Regions from separate parts of the Ovis aries genome. Here region 2 is linked to region 1. Evidence: chromatin contacts called from public Hi-C data. All regions are on one chromosome and are shown on one strand. Each heading gives the region's core, a stretch centred on a gene start, on an enhancer-like site or on the middle of the called end of the contact. The rest is flanking DNA. Distances are from core to core; before and after follow the strand shown.

Evidence for each region. Hi-C and Micro-C count contacts between places; a contact is called where the count stands out from the background.
Region 2: a Hi-C map of tail adipose tissue shows a contact between it and region 1, with 2.6 times the contacts expected there. The contact joins the enhancer-like site here to the promoter of GADD45A in region 1. A contact is called at or near these places in 2 of 16 Hi-C or Micro-C datasets (omental adipose tissue and tail adipose tissue).

What each region holds. Positions count from the first base shown.
Region 1 is chr1:43,322,915-43,326,422 of ARS-UI_Ramb_v3.0, forward strand. It overlaps GADD45A (growth arrest and DNA damage inducible alpha), which reads left to right and starts at 1,937. Exons shown (of 4, transcript XM_004002064.4): 1 at 1,937-2,209; 2 at 2,741-2,842; 3 at 3,090-3,327. The coding sequence starts at 2,166. The region is part of intron 3 of LOC132659276 (a long non-coding RNA gene); the gene reads right to left.
Region 2 is chr1:43,380,280-43,383,892 of ARS-UI_Ramb_v3.0, forward strand. All of the region lies in intron 2 of GNG12 (G protein subunit gamma 12), which reads right to left. It overlaps LOC132659276 (a long non-coding RNA gene), which reads right to left. Exons shown (of 4, transcript XR_009599503.1): 3 at 1,527-3,613. Among named protein-coding and RNA genes, the nearest start is that of GADD45A, 57 kb to the left of the region's middle. Within about 2 kb of position 1,727, at least 8 of the 54 cell types and tissues checked have an H3K27ac peak or open chromatin away from gene starts, as enhancers often do.

The DNA.
Region 1 (3,508 bases), core at 687-3,186:
CATGCATTGCACAGGACTGCAGTATTCTGAGATCTTATTGTTCAATTCAGATTCTACTTAACTCAGTGAACACTGGCCATGCTTCCACCAAATGCAGAAATTGTGGTAGGTGCCAAGAATACCACGTTGATGAAGTCACACTCCCTGCTGTCAAGAAACTCACTCGATTTCCTAATTTGCTGTCAGTTTACAGTGATCATACTTCTTCCAAGGAACCTCTAAGAAATACCTAGTGAGTAGAACCTTGGAGTTCCACAGAACAGAGTTCAACAGTCTCCAAATGATGACTCAGGCCAGATTGCATAATTCAGGTTTTGTTTGCAAAACTGAAAATGCTTCAGCACCTACCTAAATTCCAATTTAAAGGAATTCTTTAAAAGACGCTACATGTTAGAATTTAAGGTATGGATATGAAACATACATTTCTGGGTAAATGACCCACAGACCAGCACCATTCCTTTAGTCAAAACTTGTCCCTTGCTGACAATGCAGTTAAGAGATGAAGTGCAAAATGGCAGCTCAAATAAATGAGCCAGAAAACCTGACCTATCACTTTTCTTTTCCTCTAAATTAAGATCAAGAAAGCTGAAGAATATTTTGTCTAGAATGATATGAACATACGGGTACAAAAACTCCCTTGTAACTTAGCAGAAAATTACTTCTGTGACCTTTGTCTGTACAGTGACCTTAAAAATGCAAGCATTGTTTTGAAAGCAAGCATATGGGAGTATTTTTTTTTCTTTTTTTACCACTTTTGGTGACTTCAGTAGGTTTAACACATATTTTTGCATTTATTGCATAAACTCATGATACAAAGAACTTTCAACCGATTCAAACTCTACATTCAATTTTGTTTTTCAAAAATGTAGAACTACTACTTTCTTTCCACCCACAGATTGCCATTATCTCAAAGGTGAAATTTTAGCCTATGACTAAAAGGACCTATAGCGGCAACTTCATGATTCAGCAACTAACATCAATAATTCACAGTGAGATCATAGGCCCCCTGTGGAAGGTAGTGACATACTTGCCTTATGAAAGGAAGCTGAGGGCATATCCAGAGCATTTTGAGTTTAGATGTGTGCCTTGTGTGGGTGTCAGACTTTTGTCTCTTAGCTGGTGCCCTGCAGAAGGATCCTCCTTTGGGAAAGGCTGAGAAAGGTGAATTGGGGTTGTGAGGCTAGGATAAAATGGTTATACATGTAGTAACCAGCTCCTCCTGAACTCAGTTTTCCACAGTTACCCTGGGCAGGTGGGAAGTCTTTCTGCTTTCTGCATAAAAGATTCCAACTTGGTTTCCTGCCACCACCAAACACAAATGTGTTGATTTTTCTTTTTTGAGCTTCCAACCCTTGCAAGTTTCCAAAAATAAATCAAACCAGCCATCAGGGCACCGAAATAATACTACTACTAATAAGCAGCTTTGCTTAGACTTACATAAACAACACTTCTGAGGTAAACTTTGCCCCAGAAGTCTGGATACACTCTTTTTATATAACCTGCGTACTAATAATTACTAGACTTGGGTGCATTAACCCTGAAAATAGATGTTAATAGCAGCCCCCCAAAACAAAAGACTTGAAACGACAATTAAAAAAAAAAAAGCGCACCAGCAAGAAAAACACTTGGCAGCCAGCTCCAGCCCAAGCTGAAGACACCCTCCTTTCCCCGCCCCCCTACGAAGATCTCCGCTCCTACCCGCCCCGCCTACCGGGTGAGAGTAGGCTCGGAACCCCGCCCGCCCGCGCCCCCTAGGCTCTTTTTCCTCCTGGCCCCTCCCTCTTCCGCTCCTCTCCGCCTGGTTCCTGGAGCTGAGGTCAAATTGTCTGAACAGGCTGATTTGCATAGCCCAATGGCTGCGCGTATGCAAATGAAGAGGATGGTGGTTGGCTGGGGGTTGGCAGGATAACTCCTGGGAGCGGGGCCTTTGTCCTTCAGTGGCTGTGGGGCAGCTGTGGAGTTAGTGTCGTGGTTAGCGGCGAGTGGGCTGCTGAGAGCCGACTAACGAGCAAGCGAGCGAGCGGGGCGGGAGGGGCGGACGGCGCGGTGGTGGCGGGCGCTGGAGGAGCCTGCAGGGGAGTGTGGAAAGCAGGCGCCCGCGCGCCGCCGGTGGCAGGAGCAGCTCGCACGCCGCTCTCTCTCTGTGGGCGACCTGCAGTTGCAATATGACTTTGGAGGAATTCTCGGCTGGAGAGCAAAAGACCGAAAGGTAAGTCGGCCAGAGCCTCTGCCAGAACTCTGCTTGCCTCCTGCGCGCACTCCGGTGCTGCTGGGCTATGCAAGGTTAATGGGGAGCGAGTGGTTCAAAGTTTGCAGCGGGTACCTCCTATCCCGCCTTTCTTCCTCTGGAACACTCCGGAGGCGCGCGTGGACGGGAAGAGCGTACCCCGCACGCCGGTCGAGCCCCTCGAGGCTTTGCAAACGGCAGACGTGACCGTCCCTGCCCGTGCAGCTCTTGCGGCCGACAGCCTGTGGCTGCACCCAGCGCCAAGGACTAGTAGAGCACTAGGGAAAGGGTGGCGGATGTCACTCTCGGGGCTGCTCACAGGATGCCGGGCCTCTGGGCGTAAGGGTTATGGGGGGAAGGGGATGATATCCCAGGGAGTCCTGGTTTGCAAAAGGTCGAGGGGCGCTATTGCGCGTGCCCTCGGTTGGGAGGGTCGCGGTGCAGGGCGAGGAGGCGGCGACTACCCGGAGGGGCTTAGTGTGACGGGATCCCCTTGCTTCTTCCCGCGTGTAGGATGGATAAGGTGGGGGATGCCCTCGAGGAAGTGCTCAGCAAAGCCCTGAGTCAGCGCACCATCACCGTCGGGGTGTACGAGGCGGCCAAGCTGCTCAACGTGTAAGTGGAGCCCTCGCGTGACCCTCTTGGTTCTCCTGTTCGCCCTAGCCAGAGAAGGTCGCTTTCACTGGTCTCCCCTCGCCCTGCAGCGCCACTTCCTGCCGCGTGCCATCTGTCCCGTGGCTACTTGTCCCAGGGGGAGTGAGCGGACCCGGGCGCGACCCCTGACACCTGGGCGGGGGGTGCAGGCTGCCACGCGGCGGGGCTTGCCTTTGGGCTCACCAGCCCGTTCGTTCCCTGCCCGCAGCGACCCGGATAACGTGGTGCTGTGCCTGCTGGCGGCGGACGAGGACGACGACAGGGACGTGGCTCTGCAGATCCACTTCACCCTGATCCAGGCATTCTGCTGCGAGAATGATATCGACATCCTGCGTGTCAGCAACCCGGGCCGGCTGGCCGAACTCTTGCTCCTGGAGACCGATGCGGGCCCCGCAGCCAGCGAGGGCGCAGAGCAGCCCCCGGACCTGCACTGCGTGCTGGTGACGGTAAGGGAGAAGGGGACTTGCGGGCAGCTCGAGGTTAGAGTCCTGGCAGGAAGTTCGTGAGTGCTGAGAGTCGCCTGACTCCAGATCTGAAATGGGCGAGGGTTAAGAGACGGGAGCCTTTGCCCCATTAAAGCGTGTGGCTGGACTTTCAGCCGAGATGTGCTAGTTTCATCATGGGGAT
Region 2 (3,613 bases), core at 477-2,976, 57 kb after region 1:
CTTTTCAGGCAGGCATTCCTTGAAACAGCCACCACCCTATCCTACCTGTCACTTTCCTTTTATCCCACGCTTCGATTTTCTTCTGAATGTGGGTCACTTCATGACATTGTAGACTAGGTGTGTCTGGTCTGCTTTTGCTGCCAGAATCTGAGCTTCATGAGGACAAGTTGTCTTTTTCAATGCTGTCTGCCCAACTCCTAGAACAGGACCTGGTGTGTACATATTGAATGAATGACTGCGTGATATAATATCGATTCTCTAAATACCATTACCTGTGTTTTATGTACCAGCTTCTGTTTTTACTTTATCTCGAGCCCTTGCACCAACCCTACCAAGTGTATAATATCATAACTATTCCATAGACAAGGAAATGTTGCACAGAAAGTGTATGGAGACTGTCTGCAGTCTCTTGGGCACTGACTGGTGAGGCAGGCGTTGATCCAGGATTTGGGTCTCACAAGTGAGATAAGAAAGCCAAGAAAATGGCAGTGTGTGTCTGGGTAACTTAGCGACTTTGTTGGGTGGGCCTGTGGCTAGTTAGTGGAGTCCTGATGTTCTGTGAGGAGATCACAGGAATTATTCTAGCAGTTCCTGAAGAAGTAGCAGGAACTCCTGAAATAGACTTGGTGGTGACTGGGGGGTCGGGAATTCTGAATCCCTGGCTGCCCTGTGGCTGGACCAGTATTAACCATCCTGCAAGTCCTGTCTCCCTTCAAGTTCTCACTCACATTGGTCTTTTTTTTTTTTTTTTTAAATTTTAAAATCTTTAATTCTTACATGCATTCCCAAACATGAACCCCCCTCCCACCTCCCTCCCCATAACATCTTTCTGGGTCATCCCCACGCACCAGCCCCAAGCATGCTGCATCCTGCGTCAGACATAGACTGGCGATTCAATTCACATGATAGTATACATGTTAGAATGTCATTCTCCCAAATCATCCCACCCTCTCCCTCTCCCTCTGAGTCCAAAAGTCCGTTATACACATCTGTGTCTCTTTCCCTGTCTTGCATACAGGGTCGTCATTGCCCTCTTCCTAAATTCCATATATATGTGTTAGTATACTGTATTGGTGTTTTTCTTTCTGGCTTACTTCACTCTGTATAATCGGCTCCAGTTTCATCCATCTCATCAGAACTGATTCAAATGAATTCTTTTTAACGGCTGAGTAATACTCCATTGTGTGTATGTACCACAGCTTTCTTAGCCATTCATCTGCTGATGGACATCTAGGTTGTTTCCATGTCCTGGCTATTATAAACAGTGCTGCGATGAACATTGGGGTACATGTGTCTCTTTCAATTCTGGTTTCCTCGGTGTGTATGCCCAGAAGTGGGATTGCTGGGTCATAAGGTAGTTCTATTTGCAATTTTTTAAGGAATCTCCACACTGTTCTCCATAGTGGCTGTACTAGTTTGCATTCCCACCAACAGTGTAGGAGGGTTCCCTTTCTCCACACCCTCTCCAGCATTTATTGCTTGCAGATTTTTGGATCGCAGCCATTCTGACTGGTGTGAAGTGGTACCTCATTGTGGTTTTGATTTGCATTTCTCTAATAATGATCACATTGGTCTTTTTCTCCCTTATTAAAAAGAAGGGGTTCCAGGTGTGCCACACTCCAAAGGCCATTCTCTGATCACACAGCCAGCTCTCCTCAGGCCTAGAGACAGTCCTCAGGCAGGAGGAAGTAGTCATGGGAGGTGCCTGAAAGGACTACAACCAGCTGGCCTGCTGTGTGCTCGGGCTGGGCACCACCCAGTGAGGACCCGGCCATCAGCCTAGGACTCAGCTGGGCAGGTTCTGAAAGGCAGGTTCTCAGCGATCAGGTGTCTCAGGGGAGGTGCCAAATGACTGGGTGGTCTCGTGGTAGGGCACACAGTCTAAAGAGAGCTAAGGGATAGCCCAGTCTGGTTGCAGCAAGGCCCACAGGCCTCTGTCCCCCCAGCAAGTCTACTTCTTCAGTGACCTTGGATCAGCAGGTCTCTGCCCTGCACAACTGCGATCATATGCTACTGTGAAAAAAAAAATCCATGTAGAAGTGACCAGTGTGGTTTAAACCCATGTTGTTCAAGGGTCAGCTGTCTATGTAAATAAACTGAGCAGTCAGAACATGGGAAGATTAATTTATTTGCTACTAGGACTATGAATACACTTGCTATTGCTTGAGCAAGAAGAATAATTAAGAATATATCAAATAAACAGAAAGTATAAACAAACCAATTACCAGTACTGAAATTGAATCAATAATTTAAAACACAAACAAAAAGTCCAGGACCAGATGGCTTCGCAGATGAATTCTACCAAATATTTAGAGAAGAGCTAATACCTATCCTTCTGAAACTACTCCAAAAAATTACAGAGTAAGGGACACTGCTGAACTCATACTATGAGGCCACCAGCACTCTGATACCAAAACCAGAAAAAGGATCACAAAACAAGATAATTACAGCCAACATCACTGATGAATATAGGTGTAAAAATCCTCAGCAAAATATTTGCAAACTGACTCCAACAGTAAATTAAAAATGTTAACTGACTCCAACATAATGCATGATCAAGTGGGATTTATTCCAGGAATACAAGAATTTTTTAGTATCTGCAAATCAATATGCTACACCACATTAACAAACTGAAGAATGAAAATCATATGATCATCTCAATAGACGTAGAAAAAGCTTTTCATGAAATTCAACATCCATTTATGGTAAAAAAAAAAAAAACTCTGCAGAAAGTGGGCAGAGTAAAAATATCTTGACATATACCCCCCCCCCACATATATATAAAATAACATATATAACAAACCCACACCTAACATCATATTCAATGGTGAAAAAATGAAAGCTTTTCCTGTAAGATCAGGAACAAGACAAGGAATCCCATTCTCACCACTTTTATTCAACATAATTTTGGAAGTTCTAGCTACAGCAATCAGAAAAAAAAAAAAAAAGAAGAAGAAAGAAATAAAGAAAAGCAATCCAAATTGGAAAAGAAGTAAAACTGTCACTGGACAGAGATGACAATGCTTTACACAGAAAATCCTAAAGATGCTACCAGAAAACTAGTAGAGCTCATGAATGAATTTGGTAAAGTTGCTGGATATAAAATTAATGTACATAAATCTGTTGCACTTTTATAAACTAACAACAAAATGTCAGAGAGAGAAATTAAGGAAAAACCCCATTCACTATGATATCAAAAAGAACAAAATATTTAGGAATAAACCTACCTAAAGGAGGCAAAAAAATCTGTACTCTGGAAATATAAGACTCTGATGAAAGAAATCAAACAGACAAAAAGACAACCCACAGAATCGGAGAAAATATATGCCAACAATGCAACCAATAAGGAATTAATTTCCAAAACATACAAAGAGCTCACAGGTTAATATAAAAAAAAACAACCCAATAAAAAATGGGCAGAAGACCTTAATAGATATTTCTCCAAAGAAAACATATTGATGGCTGACAAGCATATGATGCTATAGTCCATGGGGCCACAAAGAGTCAGACACAACTTGGCAACTAAACAATGACAACTCAATAATCCAGAGTAAAGAAAGATCATGGATTCATTCACAAGACCATCACATAGATAACCGAACAGGTACTTCAT